2 separate regions of the Mus musculus genome follow, and region 1 is linked to region 2. Evidence: chromatin contacts called from public HiChIP or PLAC-seq data. All regions are on one chromosome and are shown on one strand. Each heading gives the region's core, a stretch centred on a gene start, on an enhancer-like site or on the middle of the called end of the contact. The rest is flanking DNA. Distances are from core to core; before and after follow the strand shown. Region 1 has its middle 83 kb from the start of Gm13021. Region 2 holds the start of Igsf21 (immunoglobulin superfamily, member 21).

Region 1 (6,944 bases), core at 1,133-3,632, 260 kb after region 2:
TCACTGCTGACTGAAGGTCCCAGCTCCATCAGCAAATGCTCTGCCTTCCTCCCCTGCAGGCCAGGAAGCTATGCCGCCACCTCACCCATGAAAGGCATCCCACCCACACACAGCATGGCTTTATGATGCTGTGGCCCATGAGTTGAGGATGGGGCTAGGTGGGGGCTCTGCAGCCACAGCCCTAATCAAGTGCTACCTCTAACTTTGCTAGCTGTTCGCTCCTGGGTAGCACGCTTGGGTTTGCTGAGCTGCAGTTCTAGCTCCTTAAAACAGGCACAGTGACAGGACAGTGCCTGCTGGGCTAGAGTTGTTGGGAAGGGTGTGGCCCCGTCCTGAGCCCTCAACCATGAGCTCACAGTTATTGTTGTGTCTGTAATTGTTACTCCCTTTTCACGGGTGAAGGAAACCGTTCCGAATCCACAGAGGCAGATCCTGTGTGTCTAGAGCAGTGGCGGAGACACAGGCTGAGACTCCAGGGACGCATGCATGCACGTTCCCTAGGGCTCCAACAGCATCAGAGTAGGGACAACCAGGAAGCCACCAAACCAACTGGGCTAAGACGTGAAGTCAGCTCTCACCGAATCCACATTATCACCCACATTATCACCCATGTTATCATCACCCACATTATCACAAGTGAATAAAGAGCCTCTGACTTTTCGAGCCTGGCTCAAGGTTTGATGGATCTCGATGTAAACAAGCGTGGAACTAAATCCCAAGGAGGCTGACTGCCTGCTCAGTGGGCACATAGGTGAGGTCTGCTTGTGCAGGCATTTATTCCCTGTATAGGGCGGTGTGTGCACAGAAGTGTATGTACCATGCGTTGGATGGATGGGTGGGCAGATGGATCAATGGGTACATAGACGGATACGTTCATGCATAGACGGATGCATGAGTGTGTGAATGGACGAGTGGGTAGATCGATGGGTAAGTTCGCAGATGGGAGAATGGATAGATACGCTGATGGAGGGGTACATTGATCTGTCAGTCAATTTGTCAATCAATGAATATGTGGGTGGGTGAGTGGATGGATGGGTAAATGGATCAATCTACGAATTGGTCAATGGATCCTTGGGTAGATAAGGAATGAATGGATGAGTGGGTGGGTGGATGGAGGAATAGATGGCTGGATTGATTGATGGATTTATGGATGTATGCATGTGTGGGTGAATGGATGGATGAATGTGTGGTTAGATAGGTGGGTGGGCGAATGGGGGAATGGATGGATGAAGGGATTGTAGATGGATGGGTAAAAGGATGGATGAAGGGATTGTAGATGGATGGATGGATGGATGGATGGATGAAGAGATTGCAGATGGATGGATGGGTGGATGAATGGGTGGAAAGACGGATGAAGGAATTGTAGATGGATGGATGCATGCATGCATGCATGAATTGCAGATGGATGGCTAGGAAGTGGAGGGGTGAAGGATAGGCAAAGCTAACTATCTCTGTCTCATGTACAAACCAGAGATAAGGAGGCCATCCCTGACACTGCCTCACTGACCAGACACACACTCCCTTAACGAGAGCCTCCGCCTTCTTCCCTGTTGGAGGCCATCTTCACTGGCTTGCAGAACTGCCCAGCCCCTAATTGGCCTCCTAACTTCCAACCCCAATTCCCTGACTAAAACAACAACAACAACAACAACAGCAGCAACAACAAATCTAACTTACAGAAACCAAGTTCACCCTCCAAATTGAGAGCATCCTGCCTCAGGGCTGGATCATTTGCAGGTATGGAGATCTCCATAGCTTACAGAATTAACAAGGGGACAGACACCAGAACATGGGTTCCATCTGACAGCCTGGGGCACAGGTCCATGGCCCGTCATTGTCCATACCCCCTTCCCTGCCGTCTGCAGCAGGCTCAGGCTCAGTGTGGGGTGTGCAGGCAATTACCCCCGGTCACACTCTGACACCTGTAATCCCTCCTCACCCCGGGACACAGGGAACCCAAGTCCAGCAGCTCTGCCTCATTAAGCAGCCAACACAGGGCCCTGGGAAATGTCTTAATTAGGTGGCCATAGTAGCTGCTGTAAACTAATTTGATAAAGATAACAAAACTCGGCGAGCAGAGCGGCTTGTGTGTACAGGAACAGCTGCCCTGAGACGGGAGCTCAGGGAGATAGATCCGGGAGGAGACTGAGATTGCAAGCTGTACCTTCGGGTGCAGCAAGCTCCGGTTAGCGGCATTTCCTGGTGAGGCAGAAGGACCTACAGACCTCTTATAAGCTTTGGCCGTGTGTCAAGGGAGTCTGGTTAGCAGGCTGCTAAGATCCTCAGTTTCAAAAGCTGTGAAACGGGTTGTCAGCTGACACCCTGCTTCCTAGCACTGGTTTAATGCATAGAGCGGAGCGTGGGGTACCCTTCCCTCCCAGCAAGAAGCAGCAGGCTTTGGAGGGGGAGGATACTGCAGATCAGATTGACATCCTCACACAAGCTCTGCATCCCAGCTCTCTTGTCTCTTTTTTCCTCTCTCTCTCTCTCTCTCTCTCTCTCTCTCTCTCTCTCTCTCTCTCTCTCTCTCTCTCTGTGTGTGTGTGTGTGTGCGCGTGTGTGTGTGTGTGTGTGTGTGTCCATCTGTCTGTCCATCCGTCAGTCTGTCCATGAAGGATCCCAGCCTCGGCCATGCTTCCCTAGACAAGAACTAGCATGTGGTAGATGACAGTGTGAGGCTGAACACCCCATCCCCACGCCGTAAACCCGAGAGAGGCACCGAGTGTCTAATTAGTAAAATATTCGATAATTGGTGTAATCTGGGCCTGCTCCCTTTCTGACAGCCCCTGCCACCGTGTCCCATTTCAAGCTTGAGTTGCCGTTCGCATCACGCTGATAATTGTAATACTGAGAGGGAAAAAATCAAATCGGAGTCGTCGGAAGCTCCCATTAAATTGATTTAGGACACAATAAGTTAATGGGATTCCCGTCCCTACTCCTCCTCCCCCCCCCCCGCCCCACCAGTGCCTCACAGACTGGCCACATGGAGAGGACATCAGTGGCTTCTGAGCCCTGGGCCCCTCCCCTTGGCCTCTGATCTGCTCCAGCCTGCTCCAGCCTGTGCTCAAGGGCCCTGGAAGCCAACATGAGAGGTTCCTCCCCTTGTCCCCTGAGAACCTCACCTTAGAGACAGAATCTCAGGTCTGTCTGATGTCTGGGAGGCTAGACATGAGCTGGCAGGAAGCCGATCCCAGCAGCCCAACTCCAACCAACCAGAGGACACATCAAGATGTCTGGCTCAGGGAAACTGGAAAAGCCAGAGGGAGAACTGGCCCAGAGTTCTCCCCAGGCTGAACAGAGCCCCTGAGCACCTGTACTGCAGCCTGAGAGAGACAGGTCAGCTCAAAGGGTGGATAGGGCGCACCCGCTTCATTTTACACAGGCTCAGTTTGGGCCTTTTTGAACCACATACAAGGGAAACATGCAAATAGATGCAAATGAGACCCTGATTTATGCAAAACAGCCTATAAATGCATGTCCCTGAATTTGCCAAAGGAAAAAAGCCTTGTCACCTAATTTAGCAGAAATAACAGGGGTAGAAGACTGTCTATCCCTGTGTGGGGCTCAGGCCAAGAAAAACTTATAACACCTTCTGGAATGGAGCTGAAGGACCCGTGGACTTGAACTTAGAACCTGCACAGCCTTAGCCTTGTCAAGAAAGACCTGCTTCATGGTGGTGCCTGGTCCCCTTGCAGCTGACCTTAGGGTCTCCCTTCTCACCAGACAGGGCTCTTTAATTAATTGTATACATTTTATTTTATGTGTATGAATGTCATCGTGTACATGCCAGGTACCTGCAGAGGCCAGAAGAAGGAGTCAGATCACAGAGAACTGGAGTCACTGACAGTAGTGCTGGGTGCTGGGAATCAAACCCTGGTCCTTTGGAATAACAGCCAGTGCTCTTAACCCCTGAGACATCTGTGCAGCCTCCCAGACAGAGTTGTTTAACAGAAGTCTTCTGGGCCCCAGACTCTGTCCATGTTTCTGGCCCCACCCACAGGTGAGCCACCCTGACAGTCTTCACGGCTTACAACCATGATCCCCAGGCCGTGTGTTGCCTTGCGTCAGGCCTAGCTGAGCACTTCCAAGCGAGCACAGAGCTTTTACATAGGGAAAGACTGAAGCCAGTTGGGACAGCGCAGCAGGAGAGAAGCCGCAACCCCACGAGGACAAGGCTCCTGGAAACCTCTCCTTTCTAAGCTGCTTGAAAGCAGGCTCAGCTCCCAGAAAGCAAGGGCCTGCCTCTACTTCCCCTGAAAGTGTAAGAATATGCCACTGAACTCGGCTTTTCCCATATGGGCTCTGGGATTCGAACTCCGGTCCTCCGGCTTGCAAGGCAAGCACTTTCCCCAGGGAGCTATCTGCCCCATCCCCATTTTAAGTTACACCAAGAGGAGAATCTAGGAGCATGGATACACCCCTGGCTCCTACTTGTCACAAATTAAGTTCATTCATTATAAGACTGCCACTAGCCCCATGGAACAGAGAGCCCAGCTAGGGCTCTACAGCTGTGCTGAGCCTCCTGTGTGCATGTGTCCTCACAGGGATCTTCTCCCAGCAAACAGAAACGGTGGAGCTGAGAAATGGGCTTTGTTTTATGACCAAAAAAAAAAAAAAAATAGTCGAGGTATCAGTAATGAGGAAAGATGCGTCAAACCTGAAATTCTGGGGTCCTCCTCTGTGCCCTGACCCTAGACAAGAGGGTCACTCTCTGACCTGGGTTTCCTCCATGAAGCAGGGTGGTGTTGGTGCCTCTCTCTGGGGACAAAAAATGGTGAACCGAATGGGCCTACGTTGGACTGATTCGAATTTACCCAGCCTCAGAGGCTTACAAAATCATACGGCCAAGGGAGACAGAACCAAAACTAAAGCCAGATCTCCAGATGGAAGGCCCAGTGCCTACTCCACACCAAGGTCATCCTTGGGAACGCCCACAGGGCTCTTGGGAACGCCCACAGGACCCTGCGGGACTCCGCCCCTGCAGGGGAGGGGCTAGCCCTCTGCGGGGCTCCGCCCTCTGCCCTGTTGCTGGCTGGGAACATAGGACCAGCTCCTGCCACTCACTGGGAGAGGTCCAGAGCTTCTGTTGATGGGGTAAGCTGACAGGAGCTAGCTCGGGTAATTATATTAATTTCCTCAATTTGCACATTCCTGCTACTTTGCCATTTCCCCGGGAAGTGTAAATGAGGAACGCCAGCAGCCAGGCCTCTGATTAGGTTCAGGCTGCTGCGAAGTTTCTGTTGCGTGTCTTATTATCTTGTATCTTCCACGGCTGAAGGGCTTGTCCCCTCTACCCCAGACTGGAGCTCACTAAGGGCTAGGGATTTGTCTCGTTTTCAGCCCAGGGCGTCTCCCGCTTAGGACTGGAGACTCCTCTAAATGTGCGCAGAGGCCATCTCCTCTGTCAGACTGGCATCTCCTCCTGAGCAGAACCCAAACCTTCCGCTGTCAGACTAGGCGCTTCCTCATCGAGCTGAGTGACAGGGCTGTGGCTGCCATCAGATTGGGAGCTCCAAAGAACAGAGCCCTCCTCTAATCCCAGCAAACTGGGAATCCTCCAGGTCTGTGGTCCCTGCTGGTCCATCAACTTCAACTTTTTTACAGACCAACCACTCACATGGCCTGTGTCATCCACCAGGACACATAGGCCATTGCTTTAGAATGTAAACTGTCCATTGGGAAAGATCCCATGGGGAAAGAGCATGCGCCACCAAGCCTGACTAGCTGAGCTCCATCCCCAGATGGTGGACAGAGAGACCGGACCCTATATTTTAGCTTGACCTCTACCCCACACCACACCCCCAAATTTCACATACACACATATGCACTCAAAATAAGTAAAAATGTAATAAAAATAATTTTTAAAAAGAAAACCACTTGGGGCCACAGAAGACAGGCAGTGAAGGCTCTGCTATCCTCCACAGGACACAGGAGTCACACCTTCACTGGGAGGTACACATATTAGGCTAGGGACAGGCCAAAGGCCATGTGTTGGTGGCAGCAGAGCCATCCCCAGCCAGAGAGCTTGACATGGCACTGGGCCCCAGGAGGATCACTTAACCTCTGCCTGAACCCAGGGTTTGGAAGCAGGCCAGTATAAGAGGAGACACAGCTTCAGTACAGTCCCTGCCAGGACCAGAGCTTCTGAGCCACTCAGCGTGGACAACTACTGTCTATGTGCATCTACAGCCTGGACCACTACAGTCTATGTGTGCCTACAGCCAGGACCACTACAGTCTATGTGAGCCTACAGCCTGGACCACTACAGTCTATGTGTGCCTACAGCCTGGACCACTACAGTCTATGTGTTCATACAGCCTGGACCACTACAGTCTATGTGTGCCTACAGCCTGGACCACTACAGTCTATGTGTGCCTACAGCCTGGACCACTACAGTCTATGTGTGCCTACAGCCTGGACCACTACAGTCTATGTGTGCCTACAGCCTGGACCACTACAGTCTATGTGTGCCTACAGCCTGGACCACTACAGTCTATGTGTGCCTACAGCCTGGACCACTACAGTCTATGTGTGCCTACAGCCTGGACCACTACAGTCTATGTGTGCCTACAGCCTGGACCACTACAGTCTATGTGTGCCTACAGCCTGGACCACTACAGTCTATGTACACCTACAGCCTGGACCACTACAGTCTATGTGTGCCTACAGCCTGGACCACTACAGTCTATGTGCGCCTACAGCCAGGACCACTACAGTCTATGTGTGCCTACAGCCTGGACCACTACAGTCTATGTGTGCCTACAGCCTGGACCACTACAGTCTATGTGCGCCTACAGCCTGGACCACTACAGTCTATGTGCGCCTACAGCCAGGACCACTACAGTCTATGTACACCTACAGCCTGGACCACTACAGTCTATGTGTGCCTACAGCCAGGACCACTACAGTCTATGTGTGCCTACAGCCTGGACCACTACAGTCTA
Region 2 (6,117 bases), core at 2,590-5,089:
GCAAGGCCAGGAGGGAGCTAGAAGGAGCTCTGCTTGTCTGTGATTAATCTTAAAGAGTTGGCTCCTCAGTTTCCTAAACTGTAGCAATAGGTTTGTAAAGCCATCTTGTAGTGGGAAATGAGGACATATCGATACAATGGAAGCTATGAAGGAGAAAAGCCCAAATTCAAAGTACTACCCAATTCCAGGAAGGGAGTGGTCTTGGGTTGCTTTAAAAACAAACAGCGTGAACCAAGACTATCCCAGCCCTGGGCACTGACCTCTATCTAGGGCAGCGCAACTGCACAGCTCCCTGCTCAGGGCACTGGGATATTAGGGGCTGAGATGAAAGCCACCAAGTTCAGTGACCCCCCCCGAAGTCGGAAGTCACTCCAAGCCTAACTGAAAAGCCCCAATTATATAAGTTTGACCTCCCAGGAAAATGTTCTTGGATGTGAGGAGGCGTGGCTTGGAGAGGGGCGGGACCACGGGGACGTCCACGGGTGAGATAACTAGACACCATTCAGTCCTCAGCAGTGGACCGGGGGCGCACGGAGGAGTGTGGTGTCCTCACGCGGTGGATCTTAGAGAACACAGAAAGGGGGTCATCTATGAAGCCCATCTCCCTGCAGGCAGTCGCAGCTCCTCATCATCGTGAGCCTCTTCGAGTCAGCCCTCAGACCATGTCTGGTTACACCCAGTTGCAAACCAGGAGCTTGCAGGCCCGGCCCACCCTCTCCACCCTACCCCCACCCCCACCCCCATCCCCGGGCTCCGACAGGCCAGGTCTCTGGATCCTTTAGCTCTAATTAGGTCTTCCCAGAGCCCCCTGTTTCAGCAGAGAATGTTCCAGAGCGTAACCAGCCAAGTCTAAAGAGTCTCATCACTCCCTCTACCTCCTCAGCCTGGCTCTTTTAGGGTCACTGCGCAAGTTCAAGTATGCAGCTTCCCATTGCCCAGTTCAGAGTGCTTCAGGGAGTCCCTAGGCGATGTTGGAGACCAGAGAAACGGGCCTTCTTTGAAGAGCCTAGTGGTAGGGAGTGGGGTATGGGAGTGTTGCAAAAGGTACACAGCTCTTTGGCTCTGCCACTCGACTCCTCGTGCCCCTCCCGCAGCAGTGACTGTGTCCCTCTCGGGAAAGGCCGGTGAGTCTCTGGGTGCGATGCCTGAATCCACCATCTCTTCCTGGGCATACCCCTGGCTACGCCAGGTGCACAAATCGTGGGCATCACCACCGCCTGCTAAAAGGGCGCCCTCCTCTGGCCCAGCCCGCCGCTCACGCTCGCGAGGACTCTCCCTTTGCTCCCACCTGGCAAGGTGGCACCTAGCCTGGAAAGGGAAACTGGATCCCACCCAGAGGATTTCACACCCCTATAGAGAAGAAGAGCCTTGGAGCCTCGGGGGTCCCTGAGCCCAGCACAAGTTTCGAGTCCGAGATCTGGGCCTGCAGAGCTGAAAGGAGGCGTGTACCCCCACCCACGTGCCCTGGTTCCACGCGTTCACCCTGGCGCCCGGAGCAAGCCCTTCCCGCAGCCTGCAGAAGCTAGCGAGCCGAGTCAAAGCTCCAGGGCGCCGGAATAGCTCTCCGCAGCCAAGCCGCTCAGGCGCCAGCTCGCAGGGTGGGGTCCTGACGCAGTCGGGGTTTCCCACCCGGTTCTTCCCCTCCCCTCCCCCTCTTCGTTACACCGTGTGCATCCCAGGTTGAGAAGAAGGGGAGCTTCCCGTTCGGGCCCCAACCCCCAATCCTGCTCCCTGCAGCGTCCAGGTGAGGGCTCCCGTGCCTTTCTACAACGTCTAGCGTCTTCTCGGTGGCGCTGGAACCCGGAGCCTCCCACTTGGAATCCTTCCCTCTAGAGACATCCATCTCAAAGGGGGAGCTCTTGTCCCCAAAGTTACAGAGAGATTTAATATACTTCAGAAAGTATTGGCACCCAGAGAGGGTAGGAGGGACAAAGTACCTGCCTGACATTCCTTTGGGTCTCCACCAGCTCCTCCCCCACTGCCTACAGGACCACCTCCCAAGGCTCAAATTCTCCCATCAGCGGACCAAGCTCTCTCTTCAAAGACTCAGGCGGTCGGAGGGTGTAGGTTATTTTAGAGGCACGCCCCTTGGAGGACAATTTCAGAGCTCATATAGGTTTTTCTCAGTTTGCGGGACAAGAATTGACCCTCCACCGCGGCCTAAATGGGACAGAGGCCAAGGCTCCATCCGAGACAATGCCTACTTTTTCCACTCTCCCACCTCCCAGGGTGGCCACGCTCTGATTTCAACACCGGTGGTTGGTTGTGACTTGACCTGGAGAAGGAGCTTCCCCCACCCCCTACCCCCACCCCCGCCCCCACCCTCTGGAATCCCCCACCTATGACTCTGTTGGCCCTGCCTCCGCCCTGCTGGGCTGGCATCTGCTCCCTGTTCCCTGCCCGGAAGGCACTGGGGCGTCAAGTTCGACTTCCATATCATTTAAGACCCACCAGAGGGCGGCGCTGGGCAGGGTGCCCCTCCTCCCAGGTAGCCCTAACCATACACTCTAGAACTGCTCCGCACTGCTGGCTCTGGGCAAGCCTTTGAGCTCCAGTTTCCTTCCATCTGGTTCAGCCTAGGCCATGACCAAGCCCATGCGGGACACACACACACACTCACACACAGATGCGAGCCATACTGTTGAAACTCCTCCAGCCCCAGATGTGCTCACAGTTCCCTGCCCAAGTTCCCTCGATCTGCACCTGCTCCCAAACCCAGAGCTTCTAGGACCTCAAGTCCTGTACTTCCACGTGTAGCTGGGTACACTCCTGTCCAGCTCTAACAGAAATACAGTCACCGGCTGTCACACAGCCCTCTAGAGACCAGGCAGCACACCGGGGATCGGCGTGAACCGCCACACCTCAAACACCCTTTCCTTAACAGGCTCCCACATGCCGCGACGCTCACACACTTACCCTCCTGAAGGAGTTCACACCCCCAAACACTCAGACTTTCTCTCTCACCTCTCCATGCAACTGATCTAGACTCTCTGTTACCTCTCTCACACACACACCATCACACAGCCACATCTAAATGTACTCCCGTGCCCTCTCCAAACATAGCTGATTCTCGGACACTCACAGACCCAACAAAGACACACACACACACACACACACACACACACACACACACACACACACACACACACACACCACTGGCACAGACCCACGAGAGCTTTCTCCAAAAGATCTATCCTCTCTTCGCTGCACGGAAGCCCTCCTGGACTGTGCCTACAGCCCGAGACTCCCAGAGCCATCCGGGCCCGCGCCCTTCTCGGTCTTTGCGCGCATCCCCCGGCCCCGGGCTTCCGCGGGCGCCCGCACACTCACCGCGTGCCAGGTCCAGAATCGCGGCGAGCAGCAGGCAGGAAGCGCGGCGGAGGCTTGGAGCAGCTTGCATGGTGTCCAGAAGCTGGCGGCGCTGGCCGAGGCGGCGGCGGCGGCAGCGATCGCAGTGGCGGCGGTGGGTCCCCTCGCCATGGGCTCAGAAGCGCTTGTGACCCGGGCCGCCGGCCGTGGCGGTGACGAGAGGCGAGGAGAGCCGAGGGGAGGTCCCCATGCTACTGTAGCCCGGCCGCCAGGCTACCCGGGGCTGCTCTGGGCTGTACCGGGATGCTCCGGGCTGCACCACCAGGCTACTCTGGGCTGTAATAGGATGCTCCGGGCTGCACCAGACGCACTGGCTGCTCCGGGCTGCACCGGACCTGGCTGGGGCGCGCAGCTGCTCCCGGCTGGTTGGCTGCGATAGGCGGCCACGGCGGCCGGAGTCGGATCCGTGGCGGCAGTGGCGGAGTTTGGAGCCGAAGCTCTGCCCGCGCCGCCGCGCTCTGCCCCGCGCTCGCTCTTCTCGCGCCCCCTCCTCTCCCTCCTTTCCTGCCGCCCCGCCCCCGCCCCCCCCCACCCCCCGCGCTGCGCTCGCTGCCGTATTCTACAGACTTTTCTTTAATCCGTTCTGGGCTGTTCGGCTCTCGTCCGCTAAGCCGATTTATTGCAGAGAGGAGAACTCGCCCCCCTCCCTCTCGGCTTCTACCCTCTGCTCCCCCCACCCCCATCTCATCACAACTGCTTGCTTGTGAGCTGCATCCTCCCATACACACACACCAAGCTTCGCTCCACCCGAATCGCCCTCCCCACCCCTCCACCTGGACGTGTCCCTGGACGCCCCTTTCCTCCGCTTGGTGGATGCAAGCACCCTTCCTCCTTCCAGGAGAGAGAGATGCTTTCCCCGGAGGGATGTAGGTCCTCAGGGCTTGCTTTGACACCTATGAACGTCGTCCTTAGGGGCTTCAGAGCTTCAGTGTTCCACAAATAAGGGCTACCCTCCAGCCCGCGCCCCGCGCAGAACAGCTGCATTGTATGTGCAGGCTGGACCGGGCAAGGGAGGCATCGACTTTTTCTTCTGAGACCAAGATGTCACCTTAAAAAAAAAATCAGGGCTGACACCCCAGCTCCTCCACCTGAGAACCGGGGTGGGGTTGAAACTTGTGTCAGATCGTCGCTTTGATCGCTCACGCACTATTGAGCCTGGGCTGTGGGGTCTCCCACGTGAGGAAGAGGCAGGTGCTCCTAGCTCTTAGGGTGGTGGTGGGGGTGGTGGAACCAGGAGTTAGATCGTCAAGTTCCAGAATGAACAGCAGAACCAGAGAGTGACTCTGAGCCCCCAAACCAGGACCCAGGTCTCCTTATGCTGCATTCTCCAGGGAAGTCCCAGCTCCCCTATCTTTACTAAGCTGCTGCATCCTTGTTGCTCAGTTTACTTAGCCGGGCAATGGGTACACTGGCAGCCCCACTGGCTGCAGGCCTTGGGAGAGGGGTGGGCAGTGAGTAATGGCCTGGCAGGTGCTACTAGGAAAGACTTGTGCCAGGATGCCCCACGGAGTGACCCACTCTCCTCCTTACCCTCTGCAGCCTTGTCAGCACATGGCCTTTCAAGGCAGCTAGCTAGCTAGCTGCAGTTCAGGGTCGCTCAGCCTCCCTGCTCCAGGGAAGGAGCGATTTGCATTTATTTAGATCTGAGCGAATACGTTCACCTGACAGGCTTTAGAAGGATCCTCTTAGTAAAATAATAATAATGATCGTAATAAACCCTTATAAATAGGTGTTTGATTACAGTTTGTCCCTCCGTGGGTATTTTTTTTTTGAATCAGACTAATTGGTTGCTAGACTGATTGGGCTGGATCTGGCTTGAACACTGGAGTCTTGGGCCTTTATCCTTTCCCTGGCTGTTCTCCACTCCCCCTTGCTACGCCTCCAAGTCTCATCTTCCCCAAGCTACTGAGGGGTGAGCTTGAGGGCATCTCCCCTCCCCTCCAAAAAAAGCTTCCCCCCCACCCACCCCCCGCTAAGCAAGCCAAGGGAAGAGCACAACCCTTGCCTGTCTGATCCTGCCAGTCTCTCCCTCCCACCTCTCTGCTTCTGGCTTAGGAAAAAGCTATCCAGGATTCTAAGCCCTCGGTGTGAGAGGTTCCCTGGCTGAGGAGCTCCAAGCCCAGATGCCCCCCCGCCCCCCCTCCCGGGCTGGGCTAGGCTTACAGGAAATGCATGCATTGCTGTGTGGCCTTCCATGCTCTTGGAGTCTAGGTGCAACAGGATGGAGCCAGGTGAAGGAGGACAGGCAAGAGTTCTTCAGAAGGCCAAGTGGGCGTGGCTTCCCGGCCGCACCCACCTACCACTGTCCTTGGGGGAGGAGCTGAAAGGAGCAGGTCATTGGTGAAACTACCCATCAGTCCCAAGCTTAACCAGCTGGGAAAGAGGGCCAAGGTATTGTCTCCACGGAGTCCTCTAAGAATGGCGTCAGTGGAGAGGGTGGAAAGGAGAAAAGAAGTTTGAAACCAGGGAAGTCTGGTTTCACGGCTGAGTATCTTGGGCCTGGAGTTTTTTATACCTTAATGGACCCACCTTTATTCCCAAATCATCTTCACTATCCACCCTGTCCTTGAACATTACCCTGTGGAGAAAGTACTGTTCACCCTGGCCCGTGGCACATAGTAGGTCTTCACTGAGTATTGGATGGATGGAAAAATGAATGTAAGGCTGAATGAGGTTGGATAACTGGTTGGTTTGTTCCTTAGCTCTGAGCTCAAGCTGGTACTCGGTGGGTGCTCAGAGGCAAGCTGT

What was found. HiChIP or PLAC-seq counts read pairs in DNA pulled down with a chosen protein or histone mark.
Region 1: a contact with region 2 is called in an H3K4me3 HiChIP or PLAC-seq map of embryonic forebrain, with 6 times the contacts expected there. The contact joins the enhancer-like site here to the promoter of Igsf21 in region 2. A contact is called at or near these places in 5 of 39 promoter capture datasets (embryonic stem cells, hippocampal neurons and liver), 2 of 15 datasets of contacts at CTCF or cohesin (the NIH/3T3 cell line and hippocampal excitatory neurons), 10 of 484 Hi-C or Micro-C datasets (bone marrow-derived macrophages, brain, cerebellum and 5 more), 20 of 115 datasets of contacts at active chromatin or transcription factors (CD8 T cells, astrocytes, differentiating embryonic stem cells and 11 more) and 1 of 9 other capture datasets (embryonic stem cells).

What each region holds. Positions count from the first base shown.
Region 1 is chr4:140,502,384-140,509,327 of GRCm38.p6, forward strand. No RefSeq gene overlaps it. Among named protein-coding and RNA genes, the nearest start is that of Gm13021, 83 kb to the left of the region's middle. Within about 2 kb of position 2,383, at least 15 of the 459 cell types and tissues checked have an H3K27ac peak or open chromatin away from gene starts, as enhancers often do. A contact at or near this core is called in cortical neurons and embryonic forebrain, where this site is marked.
Region 2 is chr4:140,242,972-140,249,088 of GRCm38.p6, forward strand. It overlaps Igsf21 (immunoglobulin superfamily, member 21), which reads right to left and starts at 3,840. Exons shown (of 10, transcript NM_198610.2): 1 at 3,331-3,840. The coding sequence starts at 3,400.